7 separate regions of the Mus musculus genome follow, and all the other regions are linked to region 3. A link is a contact called in public Hi-C, HiChIP or PLAC-seq and promoter capture Hi-C data. All regions are on one chromosome and are shown on one strand. Each heading gives the region's core, a stretch centred on a gene start, on an enhancer-like site or on the middle of the called end of the contact. The rest is flanking DNA. Distances are from core to core; before and after follow the strand shown.

Region 1 (3,579 bases), core at 226-2,725, 490 kb after region 3:
TTCACTTTTACGTCCTTAAGAGTGCCTTTAGCATTATTTTCTACTTGATAAAACACATCCTCTCAAGGCTTCGTTATTTTCACCCTGGTGTTATCTGATTGAATATTTCAATCATGGAAACTTGGCATATTTATTTCCTCTCTGAGACCACATAGTACTAAGGTGTGGGGGGAGGTTGATGGTGTTTTAAAGGTTTTTCTCTATGGGATACGCAGGACTTTAAATGACCCAAGTGCATTCGAAGCCTGGATTCTTTTTTTCTTTTTGACTATTAATTAAAATGTTCTTTCAGATGCAAGGTAATCAAACCAATTACAAATGCATCCTGCATTATATCTAAGAAGGCCTTTGGAGAGAGGAAACATTCCCGTGAGACCCTGTTGGTTTCTTCAAAACTGCTTTTCTCTCTACCAACACTAAATAAATAAATAAATAAATAAATAAATAAATAAATAAATAAATAATAAGCAGCTTGAGCTGCTGTGGTGCCTCTTTTGCTTGGCTGCCCGGTGCTGAGTTCTCCAGACTGACTTCTTTGGGATATAGCTCTGGAAGGGGCTTCTCCCCAGCAAAGACTTCCTGTATTGTCACCAAATGACACCCTCCTCCACCCGTGTTGTACATAGCTTGGTTTTTCTCCCTAAAATTTCACATTATCTTTTAGATGGAAAACAGAGCAAAATAGTTAAGGACTGGACCTCTAAAGCTAGGTTTCTTGGGCTCACAGCCAAGCTTTGTCATATTCTGCATACTATTGAATAAAATATATAATAACCTCTCTCTGCCTTATTTTTTTCCATTGTGAAACAGAAGGAATAACAATACTTAGTTGGTAGGTTTTTTTATGAGACAATATATAGAAATTACTTAGAATAGTAGCTGGCGAGTAAGCAGCAACCATATACCTAATGATTGACACATCTTAGTTATTATCAAGTGCATTGTACTTGATAATACTTGATTGAGTTCCCTTCATTTAAGAAGGCCTTTAAGAGAAAGGAAACATTCCTGTGGAGTCTGAAGAGACTCCAGACTACGCCTCTCTTGAGAGCTAGAATGTGGTTCTATACTCTTGTACCCCAGGTGCCTGTGCTTAGGAACAGATGTAGGTAGAATGAATGAATAAATCAATGAAGACAGACAATCTGGAAGTCGGCAAGCAGAGGCATCTCCTATTTCTGTTCTGCAATGTAGTTTCCATCCTTGGATAGTCGTACCATAGTTCACGCTAAAGGTCTGCTTGCCCGCCCTCCCCCATGACTCTCTACACATTGGCTACACGTTTGCAAGAAGGGTTGAGTCCAACGCCCACACTCTGGTGGCCTAACTTGTCCTGTTTTACGTTCCTTTACCAATGCCAAAATGCATATCCATTGATCAGATTTCCAGTATTCATCACATGCAGGCACCAGATGGATCTGAATAGTTTCCGTAACAACCAATTTGCATTTGGACTCCGCTCCAAAAATGCCTTCCCATTATAGCTTCCATTTGCCTTTGGTGGGTGCACTCCATCATTTTGCAGTCTTTTCTGAAGGCCATACCTCTGATTTTGGAAACTGTGGATCAATCTGATACAACTGAGCTGCCTGGAATTAGAACAAGGAATATTTTATTGCCAAATCATGACTTGCTCATGTATTTCTACGTACACCATGTAACAAAACTTGTCACTATAATCTCCTTTTGCAGACAGCCCCCCAAGGGATATCTGCGAGACTGAATTTCCCCTTGCACTCTTCTAAGGCTTCATCTTTGGGTGACATTGCCTAGTCGGCACAGTTCTCAAGCCAAGGTCTTCCTGTTAGAATTGTTATGCTTATTTGAGACGCATGTTCAGTTTCATGAACTTAAATGAGGAGTAAGTAATAAATTCACGGGAGAAATTGGGTTAGTATGTGATTAACATCATGGCTGATGCAGATGGGTGTACCGATGATGGCAACATGTGCTTGTATCATGATGAAATGCAGATTAGAGGCCCTGGAGCCAACCCAAGGAAATCTGCCCAAAACGGTTTCATCTCTGTCAGCTTTAATCTGATTAAAAGAGAGTGTGCTTTAATGTACCAAGAAAAATGAGACTGCCTGATATAACCAAGTGGCACTCCCCCTTCCGTAGAGATATGATGAAAATACTTTTCATCGCCATGCTTTGGGACATCTGCTGGACTCTAAGAGCAGAGGATGTGGATTCAAGTTTCCTCTCGGTCGCCAGCTTACCCAATGCAATCTCAGCAGGGTCTCAGTTTCTACATCTGTAAAAATCAATGTACTGGGCGTCACTAATGATTTTCGATAATTTTTTCCCTTTGCATACAACTGAGAAATGATATTCAGGCACTCCCATGAGCAGCCTCAGGGTTATGCGCAATTACCCACATGCTGGGACAGCTCAGTCCCTTCTTTCTGCTCACTAAGCTTGTCAGGAAGCATATGAGTGAAACTGACATTTCCAAATAACCTTGAATCCTGTTCTGCCTAATTTATTTAAAACAGTACAAGGCAAATAATTTGGAATTTTGAGTACATACTTAGCTTTAGAAAGTGATTTGCTCTGTAATTTCCACAAAGTGCATCTTGAAGCCCATGTTGTTCTTCTCCAGCCTAAATGAAGTTTACAGTCCCTTCTGATGATATTTCTGTTTCTCTGAAAGCAAATCAAGGGACCAGAAGAGAAAGCCTCATGGTGTGTAGTCTTTAGTTACTTGAAATGGAATCAGCAGCAAGGCAGGTGTGCAGGGAGGCCTCACTTTGGTAGAGTTTCTCATTCCCTCTTGAAAAGTGATGGCTCACAACAACTCCCTGATTCATATGCTGAAGCACATGAAGAGATTCACTTGTACAGTGATGGAATCGCACCAACACTTAAGGGCATGATGGACTACTTTTTAAATGTAAGCCTAGTTAGTACTTAACTCAAAACAACGCTAAGATAAGCTTCAAAATGTTTTCGTGTGTAGTATTGATCTGCATGAAAATAAAACAAATATTTGTAGTATCTAGTTATTAAAATTCTGAGTAACAGACAGATGTGTTTAAGAAGAAAGCCACAAACAGGCCATTGGATATTAGTGTAATTTTGAACGTAAATGGCTTACACAGTTTTTCCTTTGTAACAGTAGGCTACTATAGATAACCTGAAACACACCTGGATGAAGAAAGTATAAATGCAATTTGGACCTAGTAAGAAAAAGGGGAAATACAAGAGTACTCCCTGAAACAGAGAGGGCAAGCTACAAACCAGCAAGAAGTTTGAAGGGTTACAGAAAAAAAAAATAAATGTAGAACTGAAACACTTCTAGTTCCTAAGTCTTGGTCACCTATGTTTAAGTTTCCATTGAGTAAAATACTATTCCTTTGCCAGCGGTTCTCAGGCCTCTGATGCTGAGACCCTCTAACACAGTTCCTCATGTTGTGGGGACCCTAACCATCACAATATTTCTTTACTATTCATTAACTGTAATTTTGCTACAGTTATCATAGTGTAAATGTGTCATACGCAGTATATCTGATGTGTGACCACTGTGAAATGGTCATTTGACTCCAAAAGAGTCGCAACCAATAGGTTGAGAACCAT
Region 2 (3,741 bases), core at 662-3,161, 420 kb after region 3:
AATCATATATTGCTGGTCAATTTTAAAATGTTGATTAGGATGTTGATTAGGATTATATTGAAACTAGGGATCAATCAGAGGTAATTCACATGCAAATAATATTGATTTTTTTCAACCTGCTACTATAGTTTATTTTTCTATTATCTGGACCTTCTATAAATCCTACCATAATTTTTTTTTAATGATAGTAGCGAACAAAGTTATAGTTTAGTTATCGCAATCTGTCCATGTTTTGTGATTTTTTTTTATTGTTTTTGAGAATTTCTTACGTAAGTATATAGAAGGGCTTGCTGAGGAGATGGTAATGATATTTTGTCTGTACCTCCTTCCTGTGCATCCAGTCACTTCCCACTGTTCGGATAGCGGATTTGTTGCCACAGGCTCACAACACCACAGTGAGGGAAAGGGTACACAGCAGTGTGGGATTCTGGGCTGAAGGCGCTTCCCACCCGGCACCCCAGCACTGACATCATTGCAGGTTCAGGTTCATCTTCCATCTCCTCATCTGTATGGCTGTAATGATACCTGCCTCATAGTATGAGGACTTGGTGATCCATGTTAAACAATGGCAAGCACATAGAGAAAACTTAAACCAGGTTAGATTTTTGTGATTTATTAGCCATATGGCCTTGAGAAACCTAATTTTTGACCCTGGAGAAAGTAATTTTGATAAGCTTCCACCTCTATGCTTAGAGATGATGAAAGCACTTATGAAATGTTATTGAGGACAAATTTAAAATAAAGCTTTTAAGCTAGGCCTTGTGGCATAGGCCAGTAATCTCATACGCTAAAGCATGAGGACCACATGTTCAAGGTCAGCTTGAGCTATAGACTAAGATTAAGGCCAGGCTAAGCAATTTTGGCAGAACCTGTTTCAAAATAAAAAGTATAAGAAGGCTACCTAGATAGGTTTGCACATACTCTTTGTCCCAACACTTGGGAGGCAGTTAGGTAGACCTATAATATTATATATATATATATATATATATATATATATATATATATATATATATATATATATATATATAATACATATGTTTTATTATATACACACACATATATATTTAATCTACAGTACTCATATAGCCAAAGCTATACAGTGTGACCCTGTGTCAAAACTATCTACTGTAAACAGTGACACCCTGTCTCAAAACATATATATAGATAGATAGATAGATAGAGAGAGAGAGAGAGAGAGAGAGAGAGAGAGACCCTGTCTATATGAGTACTATAGGTATATAGATATAGCCCTGGCTATATGATATATATATAAAGTGAAAAAAGGATTGGGAGTACTGGCATGATGTCTCACCTGGTAAAATTCTCATCTGATTGGCATGATATGAGTTTGAACCCCCTACTACACCTATGTGAAAAGCCAGGTGTGGTAATACATCTCTGATCCCAGCCCTGGGGCATCAAAGATCAATGTGATCACTAGAATTCACTGTCCTGCCAGCTTACCTCAGTAGGTAAGCTCAGGCTCTATAAGGGACATTGTCTCCAAAAATAAGGAAGAGAGCAATTGAGAAAGGCACCCAACATCAATCTTTGTCCTCCAAGGACATAAACACAAACAGATACATGCAAATAAATTTAGGCAATAAATAAATACATAAATAAATAAATAAAATCACAAAGCCTTCAAAACACAGTGCTTAAGCTTGGCACCCAAAAAGCCCCAATTAATATCAGCTTTGGATAGTATCTGTATTGGCACAGTATTTGACATGTGTCCATATCAACTATTTAAAAAAAAAAAATACTTGCTGAACGGTGAAGTTACATAAGAGCTCTTAAAAGAAACTCAAGTCCTAGAAGGGGCTGTCACAATATTGAGATGATGCCCAGACCAGCTTACAGCAAGGGAACTGGCTGTTCTCAACCATTCATGTTGAATGATTTGCTTCAGCGATCCAGAATATTCCCTACCCCCACTCCCCCATCCCTCCATCCCCACACTGTTTATAAGCCTGACTGCAGACAGTGATGTTCAGGCCTGGAACTAAAATCAATCTATTTATTGTAATGACTTCTAGTTACATACACCCAATTACCACTGTCATTAAGAAGGCAGTAGCAGCCAATTTTGAGTAACAGTACAACATTAGGCATTCAATGTGTATAACTTCAAAACAATGACCTTCTGGGGAATAGGTAAAGCTTGTAGGATAAAAACCTTTTGTTTTTCACTCATCCCCCTCTAAAAAAGCAAACCAAAATCTTTATGTACTTATTAATATTGAGCCAGAGAGGAGGTTCAGGAAGCTGTGCATGGTGATTGAACGTGTTGAATATTGGCACACACAATAACACAACTGCTAGGAAATTACCCAGTTGAATTCCAATCTTTTTGGAAGGTGTTTGCAAAATTGTAGGCATCCTGGTTAGTAAAGAAAAGGAGCGGAGCTTGGGGAGACCTTATGGGAAGAGTGGAGTAAGATGCGAGCCCTGCATGTGAGCTTCAAGCTCCATTGTGCGCTGTATCGCTAGCTAGGCTGTGTCTTTGTCCTGGTCACCTAACCCCTGTTCCCATGTGCTTCATCTTAAAATATGGAGCAATGTGAAGGATGGATTGGGGGCTTTCCCTGGCTCGGATTCTCTGGAGTTAAGATCCATCCTCTGCCTTTCACCTGTTTTCTAGATGAACAGAAAAAGAGGACCTGAAGTGCATGAAGAATTATCCTAGTAGGATTTGACTAGGCAGTTAATTAACAAAACAAAGCAGTGACATTCTACATCATATTAGTTGTGAATTAGTGCTGCAGATTGCTACCTCATCTATAAGACAGATTCCATTACAATCCTTCTGGGGCCCATAGAATCAGTAACTTAACAGTTTTCAAATTTCTCGAACACTGAAAGTTAAGTACTTGCCTTTTTGAACCTATTGTTTACCTAACCCTTCTAAGAATCTCCGCAGCAGCAATGTTACTTACTTTTCATTGCTATGAGGAAATACCACTTAAAGAACAAAGAGTACATTTTTGCTCATGTCTCTGAGGGAGAGATGGTGGGAGAAGCAGGGCAGCTATAGCAGAAAGCTGAAAGATCACATTTTGTGGCAGGCAGCCTAGAGGACAATTTAAAGTGGGCGAGGCTGGAAACTCTCCAGACTCCTGCAACAAGACTCCACCTCCTCAGTGGTCTGTACTCTCAACCCCAAACCAACGGGGCCCTACTGTTCAGATACTTGAGGCTATGGGGGACACTTCATTGAAATCACTACAGACTTAATAAGGAACAATTGTGCTCTGAAGACCTTTGAACCCAAACTATGCCTTACTAAGGTATAATCCTTAAAAACATAAAACAATAACTTTCCTTATCATATTGGTACTTCAGATTTCTGCCCATCCACTCAGGTATCTTTCTGACTTGAAGAGACAAAATTATCTATTAACTTTATCAATAATAAGTACTTATTAATTGATGTATATTATACTAATTATAATTAAGCAATTATTAACAACTAATCTATTAATCTAATTAATATACGTGATTTCTGCAGCTACACCATCACCAAACCACTCTGTCTGCTTTTCCCTTTGCTTTCTCCATCTTTGTAACTGACTATGTTGACTCTTCATGGTGAGCTAGTCCATGTCACCTTGGGTTCAAGTTTTCCGATCCAGCTAGAGAGTAGCTGACTTAACAGAGAACATACCTAGCATGCTAGCAAAGGTTCCTCTGTTGGTCCTCAGCACCAGACAAAATTTAAAAACCCTTGGAATGATGTTA
Region 3 (3,461 bases), core at 944-3,443:
CCAGCATTGTGAATGCAATCATCACCACACATCTGAAAGAGGCATCAGGACTCCGTAGTTCTGACATGTCCAGGAAAGGCAGTTCCTAGAGGGAATAGAGGGCATGTGTGGTGCTTGGGCTTCTGGAGGACCCAAAGTAAAGAGATCTTAAAGATGAAGTTAACAGTCATTTAGTCCCTTGGGTACATCTTCCTGGTATCATTTTATCAACACAGTAAGTCATGAGAATATGTAACCATTTACATCTTCTGGTTGAGGAAAGGATATTTAGAGAGTGGGTTGGGATGGCTCATGTTCAGGCTCCCTGAACTGCTCACCAGTGGCTTTTACTCCCAATCTCTTGTTGGATGAAGGAAAAGTTGATGTGGTTTGTGATTATGGAAGTCAGGAGATGGTGAGGGACTTTTATCCAGCACTGTTGGATCTTCTTACTGATTCTTCTTCCAATGGCATTTGCCCAAGTTCTCTCCAATCCACTATCTCCATAGCAGCCAGAGTGAACTTTTTTTTTTTTTTTTTGGTTTTTCGAGACAGGGTTTCTCTCTATAGCTCTGGCTGTCCTGGAACTCACTTTGTAAACCAGGCTGGCCTTGAACTCAGAAATCTGCCTGCCTCTGCCTCCGGAGTGCTGGGATTAAAGGCGTGTGCCACCACGCCCGGCCAGAGTGAACTTTTACAAATCAACCCCACAGGGAATGCTACACCACTCACATCCCTAACTCCAGTGCCAAATCTACTTACTGACCTCTGTGGAGGTGAACCTCCCTGTCAGATGGAACCACCCACTCTATATCATACCACTGGGTCATTACCCTTGCTGCTTCCAGCTACAGGTGTACCCTCCTCCATCTTAGATGCCCTCAACTCATTCCTGCATGGGACATTTGCTCTGGCTGTTTCTTCTGCCCTGGAGATGAGGAGATGAGGTCCTACTGACGTAGAACTTGGGTTAGCAGTTATGACCTAAGCAGGTTCCTACTTGTTCCAGTTCCCTAGGTGTTCCGGTTGTTGTTATTGTGATAAAACACTGACCAAAGCCAACTTAGTGGTGTTACTTCATCTTATAGGTTTCAGTCCATCATTGAGGGAAGTCAGAGCAGGGACCTGGAGTAGGAATGGAAGCACAGACCATAAAGGGACTCTGCTTACCTGCTTGCTCTCCATGGCTTGTTCAGCTTACTTCTTAGACAACCCAAGACACCTGCCCAGAAGTAGCTCCACTCACAGAAGGCTGGCCTCTCCCACATTAACCCTCAATCAAGAATGTGGCCGGAAGACACGCCCACAGGCCCATATAATGGAAGCAACATCTCAGTCTGAGGGTCTCTCTTCCCAGGTGACTCAAGTTTCGTGTCAAGTTGACAAAAGCAAGCTAAGTAGCATCTCCAGTCACTTCACATTGCATGCCACCATCTATTTCAATCTTGGTGATCAATACCACTCAACAACTCTTCTTGATTTACTTATTTTCTGTGTCTTCACTGGAGAGAAAAGTCCAAGCCAAGCTGTACTCTACTCTATAAAATAGGGATTGGCATAGAACCGAGGTACGCTCACGGCAAATATTTACTGGGTTGTTGCTGACAGTTGTTGAGGGAAGGCAGGCTTGCATTGGAAGAAGGAAGAAATTAAGCTTTGTTTAGGGAGTTCCACTCTGTTTATCTCATTATATTCTCACCACAACCTCACAGAAAAGCTCATCTGATTCCCATTTTATTGATGAAGCAACAGGGACCCAATCCTCTGGTGCGGGCTGCCTCTCTCAGTGCCCACAAGCCTGCTCCCAAGGCGGCATCTAGAAACCACGTGCAATCAGGAGGGTGCCTCTGTAGCAGTAACCTCCCGTGCAAAGACCTTCCCTGGGAAGTGGCAGTTGGAAATGAGTTTCCATAATAAACCTCTGTTGCTTGCCCTAAAGCTCAGACATTCTAGGGAGCAGAGAGCCTAAGGAGAGCGCTGCGGGGAGACCAGTGATGGTTATAGACGATGCTGTGGTGATTTAGGAGGGAGTGGCAATTGGGTGCTGAGGGTCCTTTCCTGAGCAGAGCCCACACTGTGGCCAGGTGCAGCCAAGCCACTCTTGCCGGCGCTCGTATCCTTAGTTAGGTGGCGAAATGCTGATGGGCTCTCCTATTCGGGGGAATGCGGTAGTGATGTATAAGGTATGAAAGATGTGGCCTGCAGAGAGCCGGCACTATCTCTACTGCTGCTGCTGCTGCCACCGCTGCCTTTGCTGCCGCCACTACTGCCGCCACTAGAGCTGCCGGGAGTGAGCCTCCCTTCTTCCAGATACCCAGCTCCGTTGCATCTCCCGCTCCCTGGCCCCGCACGGACCTCCCCGCCCCAGGGAACAAAAGCAGAGTCCGGTCGCCCTGTTCTGCAGCCAGAGGATGATGTGTCGAGAGGGCTGAGCAGAGTGTGGTCTTCAGCGGCTGGAAGGTAGGAGAGGGTGTTGCGCCTGGCGGCCGCGGCGTGGAAAGCTAGGGTGGGCGCGCCAGGGCAAGGATGGCTTCAGTCGTCCAGCCGTCGGGTGGGCGCCTCATGGACCCTGCAGGGTGGTGGTCTGCAGCGCCGCGGCCGCAATGCCCACTGCGGGCCGAGAGTCGCGTTCCCGCAGCCACGAGGGAGCCCCTGCATGGGGACTGGAGGCGGAGGAAAGAAAAGTCTGAAGCCCAAAGCCAAGCGGTGGTGGCTGCAGAAGGGCTGTCCGCAGCTCTTGGACTTGGTGGCGCGTTTCGCCGCGCTGAACGGCCAGGCGGCGGCCGCAGTGTGCGCAAAGTTTTGGGTAGCGCGCAAAGGCGCAGGCAAGGGCCGCGCACAGAGGGGCAAGTTGTGGCCAGAGAGCTAGGGCGACCCTCAGGACAACCAGCGGGGTTTGCCTAAGAAGGGGACAGGTGGATTCTGCTCCCCTCCAGCATAGAGGAGACTGGGTTGGAGCGGCGTCGTTTTAACCCTTTGGTCCCCGGGGGAAAACAACTTCATCCGTGTTGGAGCCTGCTGGACCCTGGCCGCTTTGAGGCTCCTGGTTTGATCCTCCTGTGGCCGTGCGCAATTCTCTGCTTCTGTCGCGTTTTCATTTCTAGCCTCTTAGGTTTTAGCTGGCCTGGGGTCTTTCCCTAGGTCTGTATCCCTTGGACCATTGCGTACATGTTTCTCTATCTCCTCGCTAGATTGACTCTTGGATGCTGCTTTGAAAAATGAAATGATTAATCAATTAGGTTAGTGGTCAATTAGGCATAACCTTGTAGGAAAATAATTATGTCGGGCTCTCAGCTTCCACCGGTGATGAGGTGGGAATCGAGCCCAGGTACGGGGGCTGTTCCCAAATAATAGTACTGGGGCGGGGGCGGAGGGGGGGGCGGTTGCGTTCTGGAATTTAAAATTAAGAGGATGGTGACCACCCACCAAGGTGGTGGGAGTCAACGGAGGAGTGTGTGTGTGTGTGTGTGTGTGTGTGTGTG
Region 4 (3,469 bases), core at 592-3,091, 340 kb after region 3:
AAATGGTGCTCAGTAACTTCTAAGAGAAAATAGGCAAGGAAATAGCTCGTTTGCAACTTAGAGCTCATTCCAATCCTAGCCTAGTCTCCAATTTATGCTGCCAAGAAGCCTATTGCTGATTATGCTGGATGCCCCATAAATTAATGAGAGCTGGACTTAGAGGTGACAACGATCGCTGAGCCTGTGGAGCAGAAAATGCAACACTAATACATATGTTTCAGAAATGTCCCTTTGTCTATATATTTGGAGAAGAAAGTGCTGATGAGGATCAATTTCATATTGACTTTAAATTTTTCAATTGACCCAGTGCTCTTTTTATTAAGTAATGCACATGAGAACGTTTCGTCCCAAGCCTACTTTATGGCTTGGAGAATTCCCTTCAGAATCCAGTAAGCTGGGTAGAATTTGAAATACAATTCATTCATGTATTCTTTTATTCATCCTTTAATAAATATTTATTGAGAAGCTGCTGTGTGCTTAATTCTAGAAACGAAGCTAGAATGTGAGTAAGACCCAATCTGCCCTCAAGGAATCTAAACTCTAATGAGGTAGCCAGACCCATCAACATACAGCTCTGCCCTGAGCAGTTGCCTCTTATTAGTGAGCTGTGTAACTGGTAGGAAAGTACTTAGGAAGGACTCAGTATTCTTGGCATCTGATAAGTACTAGCTCTTTTTGAATGAATGAATAATTAGATGAATAAATGATATGGTCATTTAGCTGAATTTTAAAATGGCACAGCAATCAGTTATGCAGAAAACAAAAGTCATTTGGTATTGAGGAATCCCAATGTGTAAGACAAGGCATTTTGGTGTTTTAAATGCCTCCCAGAGCAGGAGAGGGAGAAGTAGGGTCAGCTATTCTAGAAGACAGCAGGACCTTGGATGTTAAGCCACCACTTATGCAAAAAGAATAGACCTGCTTCTAGAAGAGGCAGTTCAAGGTCCTCCTGCTGTAGGGACAGGTCTGGCTACCCAGCGAATGACTCAGTTGTGACTACTTCCCACAGTTGGAACAAAGATGATAAGCAAAACAGAAAGTGATTGCTCAGGCCATTGGATGCGCATCTGAACATGCTCCAGGTAGAGGGTAGGGTATTACAGTGTAGAGGCAGCCTGAGAAGAGCCAAAGGCCTGCTTTCAAAAAGAACCTGATTCAAATCCTGTTTTGCCACATATCAACAACAGCTCTTGATTCTGGAAGCCTGGATCCTCCTGCTGCCTGTGCTGTGTCTTCAGCCTGACTGAATGTTGTGCTATGAAGTGTTTTCTCCTTTATGCTTTCCCTTCACATGCTTTTCTCAACTAAGATTTCCCACATCCTTCGTTACTGTCTGTATGCCTGCAAGTGGTGCTGTTCTGTTTTGTCTTAATCCTGTTTAAGTCTGAAGCAAGTCTGGGCAAACATGAGCTCCTCTCTTTTGAACACCTGCCTCCGGGACAACCTCCCTGTGCTGTGCATAAGCAGCTTGGAATCTTGGGCTCTCTTGAACTTGATGCAATGCCTGTAGTGGCCTGGTTGATTTATGGCTGCTTGCTCCTGTGTTTGATCTTAGAACAGTCAGCTGTGATGTAGCGCCTTCATTTTACTCACCTGCTGGCATCTTCATGTTTGGTCAATAGCTTGTTAACTACTCTGAGGACAGGGACTGCCCTTCCTGGCTAACATTGAGAGTGGTCTCTATGGTAACTGCATCCCATCAGAGACCATGCTCATTCTTCAAGGCTCTCCTCTTCTATTTTTCTCGGGTGACTTCTGAGTAACCTGTAAGGTTTGGAGCCCTGTCTCACCCTGCCAGGAAGCTAGTGCTGATTGAAAGTCTCACAGAGGAGCTGAACAAGACATGCTGCTTTCTTCTGGCTAGGCTGGCTTGTTCTGTGTTGCATTTGGGCCAGGCCTGCTGGGACCTGTCATGCCTCCTTTATCGTTGCTCTTTGTGGCGGTCCCCAGCTACTCCTCTTGGTCTCTCTCAGAAAGCTTTGCTGTGGATTCTCCAGATCTCCCTGCTCATTAATATCTTGCAACAATCGCCTCTTGAGTCCTGCCACTCTGTGGGTGCTTTTGTTCATTGTCTCTCTTTGTTTAGTCATTCTCTCATCTCCTCAGAACTGACTCCCAGGCTTTCCTGTTCTTCATCTGTACCAGAGAAATTATGCCAAAGATACTCATGTAGACTGCTCAGATAGAATACAGAAGGAAACCATCATTTATATGAGATCGGATGCTAGAGTTTTCAATCTGCTTATGACATTAGGGCTCAGCAATAACACAGGTGATCACAAGCCTCATGTGGAGAACTGTGTTCCAGGCACCGTGGTGAGCTCATCACAGCCTTACAATGCCCTAGCAAGGAACATTCTTTTTTGTCCTCATTGTATAGATAAAGATAAAGTTTCTGTCTCTTCTCCAAATCCCTTCATATTTTAAAAGAAGCATGCCTCGTTGGGAGCCTTGAAGGCATGCCACATTACCATGTTTTTGCTCTGCCCATTTCTCTGCCTTAAGTTCTTTCCAAAGCTTCCATGATTGTTCAGTTCTGTAATGCTGACAATTGAAATGTGGAGGCAGGATGGTCATGACTTTTGAGGCCTCTTAGGACTACTCTGAGTTTTAGGCCACCTGGATTTTATACGGATCCACTGTTGTCTTAGCCACCATTCTATTGCTTTGAAGGGACACACAATGATGGCTCTCTTATAAAAAGAAGACATGTAACTGGGGGCTGGCTTATGTTTCTGAGATTTAGTCCATTATCATCATGGCAGGGAGCAGCAAGGCCACTCCTGCTCCAACAATACACCTTCTAACCCTTCTGACCCAGGGAATAGTGCCATTCCATGATAACTAAGCATTCAAATATATGGCTATGGGGGCTATTATTATTCAAACTACCATATTCCACTCCCCAGTCTCCATAGGCTTGTAGCCATAACATAAGGCAGAAATGCATTTAGTCCAATTTTTAAAAGTTCCTGTAGCCTATCACAGTCTCAACACTGTTTCAATGCTCGAAGTCTCTTCTGAGACCCAAGAAAATTTCTTAACTGTAATCTCTGTAAAACCAAAAAGCATATCATATACTTCTAAATGGCACTATATATATATATACATTTGAGAAGGAATAAAGGGAACGTGGCGAGGAAATACTGGAACAAAGCAAGACCAAAAACAAATAGGGCATCTTCTATATTCTGCATCTCTGTATCTGATATCAAAGCATTCTTCAAAACTCCAACTCCTTTCAGCTTTGTAGATGGCAACCAACAAAATTATTCACTTGAGCTGGTTCCACACTCAGTCTGCAGCTCTCCTTGGCAGGTATACAATGACTCAGATATCACCAATATCTTGGGGGTCTCCAGTAAAATGCAGGCATCACCTTCACAACTTCACACAATAGCCTCTCTGGATACCCCGACAAGTGCCTGACTTCAGCAGCCTTCCTTAGCTATGGTTTAAAATTCCATAG
Region 5 (3,732 bases), core at 219-2,718, 270 kb before region 3:
AATGATAGTACTTGTATCCACGTTTGAATGACAGCCCAGGAAAGGGACCGAGAAAGACTCATTTAAAACACAGCTCTTTGAGATAACTAAGGATTATCCTAGTGTGGTGCTGGGGGTGGTCTCAGGGAAGATTTGGTACAGAAAATAGTTTGCTTAAAGGTGAGGAAAACAGGGCCTGTCCTGGAATTAATATCTCTCTGTGGCTGAAATATAGACAGTTCAGGAGTGTCCATGGAAAGATGGGACGGAAAAGGTAGGCAGAGACTTTGTTAGTGGTCTTAAAGACTAAGCCTTGACTGAGCTCACAGATGGAGACGCAGGGTGTCACAGAGATCTTGGAACTCTGATTTCTTACATGCGACCACAGACCACAGGCAGGCAGGTTACTTACCCTCTCTGTGTCCTGTCTGAAAAGAGGATGATGATGCTCCTGCTTGCAGTGTTCCCTTTGGTGTCGTGGGCTTGATTCCTGTTTGCGATGGGTACCCCGTACCCTGCATCTTTTGGATGTTTACTGATCAGATGCTTGTGTGTATGTGTGGATTCAGGTGTCTCATGCTGTGAGACAAGAAACTCTCTAGCGTTGAGCTAACTCCCCAACCCTGGCCTGCAGTTCCCATCAGAGTGCCAAATTATGCTAAGATTTGTCTATAGTTATGATTTGTAGCTTAGCTTCCTTTGTTACCCACCTGTGAGAGAGCAAATGTGCTGACCCAGGGACAGACACCCACACCTTACATAGTCGGCCTGACTGCTCTAAGTTGTCATTACAATTCTGCATGGAACTTGTGAGTGTGGTTAAGGGGACCTTTCTGTGAGGTAGATCTGTTGCTCACAGATCTGAGGCCAAGGAGCAAACAGAATATAGAAAATTCCATAAGTAACATGTAAGCATTTCTTCAAACAGGCTCTGTCTCCTTAAGATACTTTGTGCCTCGGCTCTGCTGTTGCTGTGAAGATGTCAGTTTTATATGCTTACGTTTTTATTTGGGAGAGCTGTGAGTTATCATTATGAAAATGATCAGAATGCTTAATTTAGAATTAGTGATTAACTTGTAAGTCTACTGTGGACTGAGCATAGAATAAACAGTTCAAATCAGCTGGGCAAAGGATATTTGACTGTTTGATTTTTTTGATATGTATATTCATTTGTCATTGTGAGGAAATTTTGACACTTGGCAGTCATTTGTAGAAATGACTGTATTTTTTAATTTCACAAGCAACCAAACCATCTATATTCATTTCTGAGTATCCGTACTGAAATCTAAAAAGAGAAAGCTAATTTTCTTTTAATGCTTCTAAATTGGGGGCAGGCTCCTTGGAGGGCATTATGTGTGATTGCTTTTGATTATTACGGAGACTGGGGAGGCGTGGATGTGTTATTTGTTTAGTGGGTGGGAGGTAAGGATGATAAATACACAAGAGTGGTTTGAGAGCCCTCCCTGGGAGAGATTGTCCAGCCCCAGAATTGCTAAGGATCCTTCTGGAAGCATTACTGTTTTCTGCTAGTGACCTGAGATAACTGTGCTCATAGCACCATCTAGTGAGTAAAGTGGGTAATAGCAGAATCCCCTTTATCACAGAAATAAGAACCCAAAAGTTTAAGACTCCTGTATGCTCACAGTCAGCTATTGGATGGATCACAGGGCCCCCAATGGAAGAGCTAGAGAAAATACCCAAGGAGCTAAAGGGATCTGCAACCCTATAGGTAGAACAACAATATGAACTAACCAGTACCCCAGAGCTCGTGTTTCTAGCTGCATATGTAGCAGAAGATGGCCTAGTCGGCTATCATTGGGAAGAGAGGCCCCTTGGTCTTACAAACTTTATATGCCTAAGTACAGGGGAACGCCAGGGCCAAAAAGTGGGAGTGGGTGGGTAGGGGAGTGGGGGGGAGGGCATGGGGGACTTTTGGTATAACATTGGAAATGAAAATGAGGAAAATACCTAATAAAATATTTTTAAAAAAGGAAAAAAAATCCAATTGAGTTCCTCTACTCACATTCACAGATGAGGAAGGTGACAAAAAACCAAAAACAAAACAAACAAACAAACAAACAAACAAAAACAGTAGGTTATAGAACCATAAGTGTTGGGCCCAGGGAGGAAAACTGGAGCTAACTTAACTCAACTTCTCCTTTTACAGGCAGGGAAACTAGAGTCCAAAGTGGTGATGTGATTTACCTAATAGCATACTTCGTTAGTAGCAAGACTCCTGACCCTTGTCTTCCAGGTTAGTGCTGAGTCTTCATCACAGCGAACGCCTTTTTGTTGTACTTGGATGAGTGCCTAGGTTCTTAGATTACTCATTTAAGAATGAATCAACAGCAAACAAAGAAAAGTCTTGTTCCAGAGACATGTTATATAGTAACTTCCACAACACACACGCTGTGCCCAAGTTTTGTTTTGAATCTATTCTCCCCAGAAAATGAGGATTAACTTGATTATTCGTTGTTGGATTTGCATTGAGCACTGAGTCTTATGACTCAATAAGACTACAAGAGACAGAAAAGAAGTGTGTGTAAAATTCATCCAGAACTTTACCATCGGTACTGACCGGTGAACCGGCACAGTGGCAGGCAGACGATACAGAAGATGTAGGCAAGGACTTGCAGTTACCGAACCATGAAATAACAACCCATTTCTCCTCTGTGCTGGCACACACTAGGTGTTACTGATAAGTAACAATTTCTATTGACAAATCCTGAGAATGACTCAGCTACAAGTAAGTTTTTATATCACGTTTGATCAGAGAAGAGCAGTTTTAAATTATTGACTGGAAAAACTTGTAAAGGACAAGTGACTTACAGAAGAAGAGTGACTGTAGACAGGAGATACACTGGGACAGGCTGAGGCTGTGTGTGCAGATGAAGGGAGCTTGCTTCCGGGAGATGCTGAGGACAGTGCAGGCATGCCTTCAGGACGGGGACACCTGAGCCCATGCACGGAGAAGGACTGCTCAGGTGACGCTGGCCATGCTGTTTACAGTTAGTCTCAGTAATGTTTATGTGTGGGTCCTGTCCTAAGTGGGTTACATGTAGTAATTCTTGTACTTTTCATTTCAGCCTTGAGGGACAGGCACTGTTACATTCTTGGTTTTACAAATGAAACTCGACAAAAGAGAAGTTAAATGACATGGGCATCTCTCACTGATGGTGGGTTTCTCCCTGCTCCGAGAGGAGGTGCATTCCTGTGGGATGCGGACCTTCTTTCTTCCAAGCTGCTGGAAGCATCACCTCTAAAAGATGCCTGTTCTTATACATGTTTTGTTCCCTTTAAATATCATACCATTCTTAGCGTATTTTCCCAGCTCTTGGCCATTCTGTAACAGTCCTTTGTAGTACTGTCAGGTTATTGACCTGCCTCTGACACGTCTGTGTGGGATACAGAGAGGATGCTAGAACATCTGGTTCAGATGCACAATGCTACTGGCCTTCAAAAAAGACTCCATGCTAATCTCAGGCTTTTCCTTTTGAAGGGGTGATGGCTAAGAGTTCAGAGCCCCTTTCAGTTTGTACTTGGTAGTGACCATTTTGGTCATAGGTGAGATAGATGTAGTCTCAGCTTGGTCTTTCTCTGGTGTGTTGGTGTTGGGAAATGTACAGGTTTTAAGGATGGTTATTATAGTACTGTATGCCTTATGGATATCATACCCTGTTGAGTTTATAATCAAATAAAAGAGATTCATTATCAATTAATGTCTTTTACTGCATATTCATGCATATTGTTATT
Region 6 (3,493 bases), core at 838-3,337, 310 kb before region 3:
AGGTCAATCACTCATTGGGTTTCCCACCCCACATGTGTGTATGGGCCACATTAATTAAACTCAGTGGGTTACTGAAAAAAAAAAAGAGGGCACGAAATTGTGAAGGGAATATGGGGTCATCCTGGAATATAATAGAAATACATTATAGGCATATATGAAATTCTCAAATAACAGAAATCTTATATTATAAAAAACCAAAACCACCAACAAAAATACAGAGCTGAAGTCCTTTAAGAAAGATAAGCATATGAAAGTGACCAATGTCAGGGCTTGATAGATGGCTCAGTGGTTAAGAGCACAGCTGCTCTTCCAGAAGTCCCGAGTTCAATTCCAAGCAACCACATAGCAATTCATCGTTGATGCCTTCTTCCGGTGTGCAGACTTACACACGTACAAAACACTTATGTAAGGAAATAAATATTGAAAAAAAGGAAGTGACCAATGTCAGAGACTGGAACCTCATTTTCATCCATGACCAAGAACTACATGTAAGAAACAAAACATGTCTACATGTCTAACATATAAATGAGGGGGCTGGCAGGCACTATGTAAATGGCTCATAAAATGTCTCAGCCAGTTATCATTGATCTTCTCCTGCCCCAGTCTTCCACGAGCTGGGACTAGAAGGGTGTGTCACTATACCCAGAAAAATATCACTATCTTTAAATGAAGTTAAGTATTGGTAAGTTACCATTAATTATAGCATACTGAATACTCACCCCAACCCCCTTCCCTTCCTTTTGGCTTTCTCTATCTATCTAATTCTCTTCTTACTTTTGTTGTGTTGTTGTTGTTGTTTTTTGTTGTTTTTGTTTTTTTAGGTTTTAAGACAGAGTCTTACTCTGTAGACCATGCTGACCTGGGATTGACCATGGAATCTGCCAACCTGGTTTTGAATTCAAAGTCATCTTCTGGTTTCAGCCTCTTAAATGGTAGAACTGAAGAGATAAACCACCATGCCCTCGTTTGAGTTTTAAAATGTTTAAGTTCTCTAGGGTTCTGTCTCCCAACTTCTATTTTCTCTTAACCCATCTACCCCTTTCCTCAATGGTACCCAAGGTCTGACTCATCTCTTCCTTACTGGTGACTCTGCTAGTTATGTTCCCAGCTCCCATTGGGTTGTAGAACCATGTTCACTCTATGACTGCTTATAAATATTTCCACAGCCCATCTAGCGGATGTGATGGATTGAATACGCCTAAACCTTCAGTGTAGTCATGCTCTCTGTCCACCTTTGTCAATCCCTGCTTCATGATGTCTTCCTTGCAGTAACCATATGATATTGATCACCACCATGAAGTGTCTGTCACACATTAGATAAATATTTGTTGAATACATAAATAGTTGAATACATAAATAGTATTTTTATCTTTAATGTGTGTCTTAGGTAGCCTATTAGAAAACCAGAATAATTCATATAATCACAAAGCATCTTTTTTTTTTTTGGCTCTGGTGGGTAGCTGCAGCTCCCACAGAATCATGCCTGCCAGTATTCACACTCCTTTGTAAAACATTCCCACAATGAAATCTGGTCTTAGGACACTCCAGGAGCTGTTGTCATGAATACTGCTGACCACTTATAAGTCTGGTGTCCTAGAGCGATCATGGTGAAACAGTCTTTCATATTTAGTCTTATTTTTATGCACCTTTATCTAGGACTGAGGGATGATTGTTAGTAAGTAATCGGGATGCTGGAGTTAATGTTATACCTACGATCAGAATGATCAGTGCAGCTTCAAGTCAAGGCATCATAGTTCTCCAGCAGCCCCTGGAATCGCTTTCCTTTTGGCAGAACTGGTGTAGAAACTACAGCAGGCACGGTTTTGCATGGATCCAACACAGCCATGCCAAGTACCAAGGAGGTGTAGAGTTCCTGGCAGGTAGCTTAAATCTGGGCTATCCTCCTCCCACCACACGGGGGCGAGACGGCGCCACAGTCCGTACAGCCGCAGCCGGCCAGGACTGGGACTGGGGAAACGGACTTGGCTCTCACAAGGGCGGAGCAAAAAGCGCCGGAGAGGTCCCCAGGGCAGGAAGTGAGGGGGCGGGGCTTGGGAAAGGTGTGCGCCTGCGCGGAGCCGGCTGTTGGATTCCGCTCGGGCTGTGGCTTCAGTGCGCGCTCACGGTGACGGCTCGGCGTTCTTCCAGAGCGGGGCGGGGAGGGCGGAGAGGGGAGCGGGGCCCGGGGGATTCGGGGACCGCGGTGGGCCTAGGCCGTGCCGGACGAGGCGAACGGCTCGGTGGGTGGAGCTTTCTGGAAGTTTGCCTCCCGCCTCGGGTGGTGGCTTCCTCCTAAGCGGCGCTTCCTCCAGGCGTTGCCGGTCTGGCCTGTGCGGGTCTCCCCTCCGCCTCGCCGCTCGTCCTTGTGCAGAGCGACACATGCTCTCCTGCCCCAGCTCGCAGCATTAGCGCAGTCGGAGCAGTTCCAGGGAGCTCATTGGTTTCCTCAAAAACTTGTATTCAAGGATCACTTGTTATAATACTTAGCACTCGCGGTGTGACGGGGAGCAACTGTGCTGGGGCAAACCTCCGCCAGAAATGTTAGTCCCAGCAGATGAAAACCCCACATTTGGAATTTAGGAGTTCATCGCCTCCTAGCGTCTCTCAAGGTCTTGGAGCCCTCTTAAAAGGATTTAACTTCATAGGCATCATCCCGAGCCAAGATGCAGGGGTGCGGTGTGACATTTGGAAGCTTAAGAGCCAACCCTGATAACTTACTTTTTTTTTTTTTTTTTTTTTTTAAGAAGCTGTCCATCATGTGTACTTAGCTGGAATGATTATTTTAAAGTGCATGTCCTATTTTTGCCAATCTGACAGCTGTTTCCATAGAAACTAGAGAAGAAATTGTAGTTTTCAGTAAGAGTTGTTAAAACTGTCTCCTAGCCATCAGCAGTGAGTGCGAGTGAGTGCGCACTACTTGCTCATTCTGAGATGGCACTTGAAGAACTAAGGGTTTGAAATGTTCTTAGAGGCTAGCAATCCAAATTGTGTAATTTTCTCACATCATTAATTTCCTAATCCTACAAGTCTGCCAGCTATGTTTGTTGGCCTGCCACAGTTCTTTGAAGAGCACACGTCAGTCCCAGTTCTTCTTAGGTGCTGTGTAGTGTAGTGACTGGCTCTTTGAAAATGTATAAACAGATTTCTTTCCCCATTAAAAACATTTTTTTTTTGAAGGATTAATCAGTGATTACGGATTAACAACTACGGTTTCTATTCTGGATGGCACTTGATTGCCAGTGTTAGAAATGCTAATGATTTTAATTATGTACCTAGTGTTTGGAGCTTTTGTTTTTACCTTCTATGGGTAGACTACGTTAAATATGTTTGCACCTGCTCTGAAATGAGCACTTTTCTCATGAGCAGATAGATCCCAGCAGTTCGAATAGGGTGCATGACATTTGGAAGAGAGTTTATTTTCTGAGGGGGGATATCTATACACTAGATGTTCTGTCATTTAGCAGTGGATGAAGGAGGCTTGGAGAAGGTGCCT
Region 7 (3,601 bases), core at 540-3,039, 260 kb after region 3:
TACCCAATGTCTCAGTGTGGTGGGAGGGAAGGAATCCTTTGGTTAGAGAAAATGTTGAAATGGGTAAGTCATAACACAGGAAGGCCATGGGTCAAAAGTCAGTTAGAGGTCTATGAAATATTTCTGGGGTGAAATTTTTCCATAGCATTTTGCAAAAACTATTATGTATATGAGAGGGTGTGTGATGATAAATTCCCTTTTTGTGATTTTCCTTCATTTTCTGGACTATGGACCCTTCTTCAGCAAAGGAAAATAGAAGAAATTTTGATATACTGACTTGTGTATAAAATTCCCCTCTGTATCTGTGGAAGATTGGTTCTAGTCCCTTTAAATATTAAAACATTGGATGCTTTAAGTATCTATATTAGGGGCATAATAGTATATATGTGTGTGTGTGTGCCTATATGCCCACATTTTACATATATATATATATATATATATATATATATATATATATATATATATACATATATATCTGATTATCTCTGCATTATATATAATGCTTAATGCAATCTTAATTTAGTAAATGATCGTTGTATGATATAAATGTTGGGAAAATAGCAAAAAAAAAGGTCTGTATAAAATAATGGATGATCAAATATGATCAAATATGTGAATAAAGAACCTGCAGATGTGAAGGGCTGTCTCTCTAAATATCAGAATATACATATATGGATATTGTACACACACACACACACACACACACACACACACACACACACACACACTTTTACCTTGAGTTTTGCCAGTTCATCTATGTTGAACTTCTTCTCTATGAACACAATATCTGTTTGCACATCTGAGTCTCTGGATCCCCTGGAACACCTGAAGGTCCAGTCTGGAGTCTGTTCATTTAGGCTGAGATCACATACAGCTCTTGAGAAAGGTTTGCAGTAAGTGAAGGAATTGCCCACATATTACAAGGCAGAGGTTGTCTAACCTAGGCTTCCTAACCAGCCCTCAAGGGTCTCCCTATCTAAAATCTACCATATCTCTCCCTTTCCCCTCTCTAAGTCACTCGATACTGTGCCATGTTAATTTCCTTTAAGTTTTTAACTTGTACATTTGTGGGATATAATGTGATGTGCCTATATGCCCACATGTTATATAACCAATTAAATCAAAGCAGTTGCCATAGCTATTGTCTCTAATGTTTATCACATAGACAGAGATTAGCAAAGTGATTAACAGAAGGTAGAGTGGAGACAGGAAAGAGACAAGGTCAAGACTAGTCAACACACTATCAAAATTATGAGACAAGGAAGGACACCATTGAGTGCTCTATCGTGAAACAGGGTACCTGTCCTTATCAGTAATGCATCATATATTTCCAAAGGCTGAAAGTAGAGTTTGAATGTTCTGTCTTTTGCACTCCAGTATTTCCTCATATTTTGCACTGTTGAATTTCTCTGTTTGTGGCTTTGCTTTTCCCTCTTTCTGGGTGATGGGCTCATTTGAGAAAGTGGAAAGCTGGGTGTACCAATTGTGTACTGTGTAGTACCATATGAGGGCCAGCACACACATGAGTTCATTTGCCCTCCATAAGAATTCTTGTCTGTCTTTTATGTGACACAAAAGTTAAGCTCAGAGAGAGAAATATGCTGAGCATAGGCACACAGCTAGAACAAGACAGAGCTTCAAGCTAGGCACCAAGGACCCTAAAGCTGTGATGTGCCCATTACCTCCCTGGTCTCAGCCCAGACTTCCTCTGCCAGACAACCTCCTCCCCTTGCACATGCCTTCCCTGTGGCAGGACCTTGTGGCAGTAAGCCCGGGTAGTGTGGAGTGCTGCAGCAAACATGCGCTCTGGCAGCTTTGAATGCTGCACAAGGTATGCCAGGAAGAGGGGGAACAGTTGGTGAACAGTTGGCGAATGGATATTTTTATGCAAGGGTTGCCTAGAGAGAGGGAGAAAAAGAGTCAGGGAAAAAAAACTGTTTATAAAGAAGCTACAATTAATAAGGTCTTTGTTAGCTTTTTGGATTTAGATTTTCAAGTCCATTGCTTTGGGTTTGAAAAGAAACAGAAAGGCCCCCACAGAGCCAAGCCCCTCAGTTTCCAGAGCATGAAGGCATTTAGGAAACTGATTCAAGCCTGAGTGTGCATTGAAGGTTTTAATTATTCAGCAAAGAGTCCAAAGATGGTCTAAATTCCTTTGGACAGTTTCTTATCAGGGTTGTTTATTTTGTAGGACACTTGGTATGTGGGCTTAAAAATCCTCAGAATGACAAAAGAAAGAAGGAAGGGGAGAAAGAGACAGGGGTTAAAAAGCCCCAACCTTTCAAGGACTCCTGAGAGATGCTAATGGCCTATGGCTCCACAGCCCCTTCCAAAGCTTTGCTGTTCTCATCTATGAAATAGCAGTCATCAAAGTGAGTAATTTCATGTGTGTGAAAATATCTTATGAACCATAAAACATATTGTTGGTCTTTCTAGAACATTCTAGTTCCCTTACCACTTTTTGTATATAAATTCATTCCTCAAGCATTTAATATCCATATTGTAACACAGATTTTAATGTCATACATTAGTGCCTAGAATATGCTAAAAACTATAGTTTGCTATAATTGGCCCTTTGACAGTATAAAGTAGATATTTTTTCTCCCCTTTCATTTCCATGTCTGTTTGAGAGCTCACAAAAATGAAGGGGTCTAAACCAAAGTCAATAAGAGGGAGAATCAGGACTGAGAGATAACCACTGGGCTTCAATATCACTTCCTGCCCACTAGAGTCAGAATCTCCATAGCCATCTCTACAGTTTGCACAAAGATGGGTATTTGGTTATGCTAAAATTTGTACCCTACCCACATGTTAATAATGATGTCTTAACCCCTAGGATCTCAGAATGTGATCTTATTCAGAGACTGAGTCCTCATAGACCTCATTCCCTGTATTAATTTAATCAGATTTAAGTTGTAGTCCAACATGATTTTAGTATCCTCATGTTAAGGGGACACTTGACATAGTGACAAGCATTGACAGATAGAAGATGAAAGAAAATAACAATTTATAGCCCAAAGCCTGAGGCAGATCCTCCTCTAATGAGTCTTAGAAAAATACCAACCCTATAAAGTTCTTGATGCCATACTTCCGGCCTCTAGAACCAGAAGAGAATGCAGGTGTTTGTTTCAGCAACCCAGTGGTAGTGCTTTGTGATAACATCTTTAGCAAATAAATACATAATACTGCCTTCTTTTATCCATAGACAACAGAAGAAACAGAGATAGACGTGTCTTGCTCATGTTGAAAAATATATAGCCCAAGGCCATGCTGAGATCACCACCACATTCCCTGTGGTGGCTGGAAAGCTTTGGGGACAAGCTCATTTTTCAGCTTTGCTCACTGCTATGTCCCAAGCACTCAAAGTATCAAAGTAGCACTTACTCAGTGAAAGAATACATTAGCTTTCCTTTTACTAACTACCCAAGGTATCACAACTATGGTTAAAATATATCATGTTGGAGTAAGAGTCCCAACAGTTGCATAGCTCACAGGGGTTGTCACAACAAAGAACATTAGACTCTGTATCCATAAACCTTCCTAGTAAGACAAGTAATTATGAGCAAGTCTCCAACTAAACTTGGAAATTTTGTTTTATGGA

What was found. Promoter capture Hi-C pulls out the DNA fragments that hold promoters and counts their contacts. Hi-C and Micro-C count contacts between places; a contact is called where the count stands out from the background. HiChIP or PLAC-seq counts read pairs in DNA pulled down with a chosen protein or histone mark.
Region 1: a contact with region 3 is called in a promoter capture Hi-C map of hippocampal neurons, with 12 times the contacts expected there. The contact joins the enhancer-like site here to the promoter of Dab1 in region 3. A contact is called at or near these places in 5 of 39 promoter capture datasets (hippocampal neurons, liver, stem cell-derived epiblast-like cells and 1 more), 4 of 484 Hi-C or Micro-C datasets (cerebral cortex, cortical neurons and ventral hippocampal neurons) and 2 of 115 datasets of contacts at active chromatin or transcription factors (VIP interneurons and forebrain).
Region 2: a Hi-C map of cortical neurons shows a contact between it and region 3, with 2.5 times the contacts expected there. The contact joins the enhancer-like site here to the promoter of Dab1 in region 3. A contact is called at or near these places in 2 of 39 promoter capture datasets (cranial neural crest and liver), 3 of 484 Hi-C or Micro-C datasets (cerebral cortex and cortical neurons) and 1 of 115 datasets of contacts at active chromatin or transcription factors (forebrain).
Region 4: a Hi-C map of cortical neurons shows a contact between it and region 3, with 2.5 times the contacts expected there. The contact joins the enhancer-like site here to the promoter of Dab1 in region 3. A contact is called at or near these places in 3 of 39 promoter capture datasets (cranial neural crest, embryonic stem cells and liver) and 1 of 484 Hi-C or Micro-C datasets (cortical neurons).
Region 5: a contact with region 3 is called in a Hi-C map of cortical neurons, with 2.1 times the contacts expected there. The contact joins the enhancer-like site here to the promoter of Dab1 in region 3. A contact is called at or near these places in 2 of 39 promoter capture datasets (embryonic stem cells and liver), 7 of 484 Hi-C or Micro-C datasets (cerebral cortex, cortical neurons, embryonic stem cells and 1 more) and 1 of 115 datasets of contacts at active chromatin or transcription factors (forebrain).
Region 6: an H3K4me3 HiChIP or PLAC-seq map of forebrain shows a contact between it and region 3, with 5 times the contacts expected there. The contact joins the promoter of Oma1 here to the promoter of Dab1 in region 3. A contact is called at or near these places in 2 of 39 promoter capture datasets (hippocampal neurons and liver), 2 of 484 Hi-C or Micro-C datasets (cerebral cortex and embryonic stem cells) and 1 of 115 datasets of contacts at active chromatin or transcription factors (forebrain).
Region 7: a contact with region 3 is called in a promoter capture Hi-C map of hippocampal neurons, with 7 times the contacts expected there. The contact joins the enhancer-like site here to the promoter of Dab1 in region 3. A contact is called at or near these places in 5 of 39 promoter capture datasets (embryonic stem cells, hippocampal neurons, liver and 1 more) and 2 of 484 Hi-C or Micro-C datasets (cerebral cortex and cortical neurons).

Annotation. Positions count from the first base shown.
Region 1 is chr4:104,112,181-104,115,759 of GRCm38.p6, forward strand. All of the region lies in intron 2 of Dab1 (disabled 1), which reads left to right. Among named protein-coding and RNA genes, the nearest start is that of Gm36661, 87 kb to the left of the region's middle. Within about 2 kb of position 1,476, at least 12 of the 459 cell types and tissues checked have an H3K27ac peak or open chromatin away from gene starts, as enhancers often do. A contact at or near this core is called in VIP interneurons, cortical neurons, hippocampal neurons and 1 more, where this site is marked.
Region 2 is chr4:104,041,745-104,045,485 of GRCm38.p6, forward strand. The region is part of intron 2 of Dab1 (disabled 1); the gene reads left to right. Among named protein-coding and RNA genes, the nearest start is that of Gm36661, 16 kb to the left of the region's middle. Within about 2 kb of position 1,912, at least 11 of the 459 cell types and tissues checked have an H3K27ac peak or open chromatin away from gene starts, as enhancers often do. A contact at or near this core is called in cortical neurons, where this site is marked.
Region 3 is chr4:103,617,307-103,620,767 of GRCm38.p6, forward strand. Dab1 (disabled 1) reads left to right here and starts at 2,194. Exons shown (of 18, transcript NM_001369047.1): 1 at 2,194-2,439. It overlaps Gm36604 (a long non-coding RNA gene), which reads right to left and starts at 1,748. Exons shown (of 3, transcript XR_376479.3): 1 at 1,150-1,748.
Region 4 is chr4:103,959,925-103,963,393 of GRCm38.p6, forward strand. All of the region lies in intron 2 of Dab1 (disabled 1), which reads left to right. Among named protein-coding and RNA genes, the nearest start is that of Gm36661, 66 kb to the right of the region's middle. Within about 2 kb of position 1,842, at least 15 of the 459 cell types and tissues checked have an H3K27ac peak or open chromatin away from gene starts, as enhancers often do. A contact at or near this core is called in cortical neurons, where this site is marked.
Region 5 is chr4:103,344,778-103,348,509 of GRCm38.p6, forward strand. The region is part of intron 7 of Oma1 (OMA1 zinc metallopeptidase); the gene reads left to right. Among named protein-coding and RNA genes, the nearest start is that of Oma1, 33 kb to the left of the region's middle. Within about 2 kb of position 1,469, at least 53 of the 459 cell types and tissues checked have an H3K27ac peak or open chromatin away from gene starts, as enhancers often do. A contact at or near this core is called in cortical neurons, forebrain and liver, where this site is marked.
Region 6 is chr4:103,311,759-103,315,251 of GRCm38.p6, forward strand. It overlaps Oma1 (OMA1 zinc metallopeptidase), which reads left to right and starts at 2,088. Exons shown (of 9, transcript NM_025909.3): 1 at 2,088-2,125. Gm36523 (a long non-coding RNA gene) reads right to left here and starts at 1,964. Exons shown (of 6, transcript XR_867961.2): 1 at 1,714-1,964; 2 at 1-400. 4930456L15Rik (RIKEN cDNA 4930456L15 gene) reads left to right here. Exons shown (of 4, transcript NR_045887.1): 4 at 1-74.
Region 7 is chr4:103,880,057-103,883,657 of GRCm38.p6, forward strand. The region is part of intron 1 of Dab1 (disabled 1); the gene reads left to right. Among named protein-coding and RNA genes, the nearest start is that of Gm36661, 150 kb to the right of the region's middle. Within about 2 kb of position 1,790, at least 26 of the 459 cell types and tissues checked have an H3K27ac peak or open chromatin away from gene starts, as enhancers often do. A contact at or near this core is called in cerebral cortex, cortical neurons and hippocampal neurons, where this site is marked.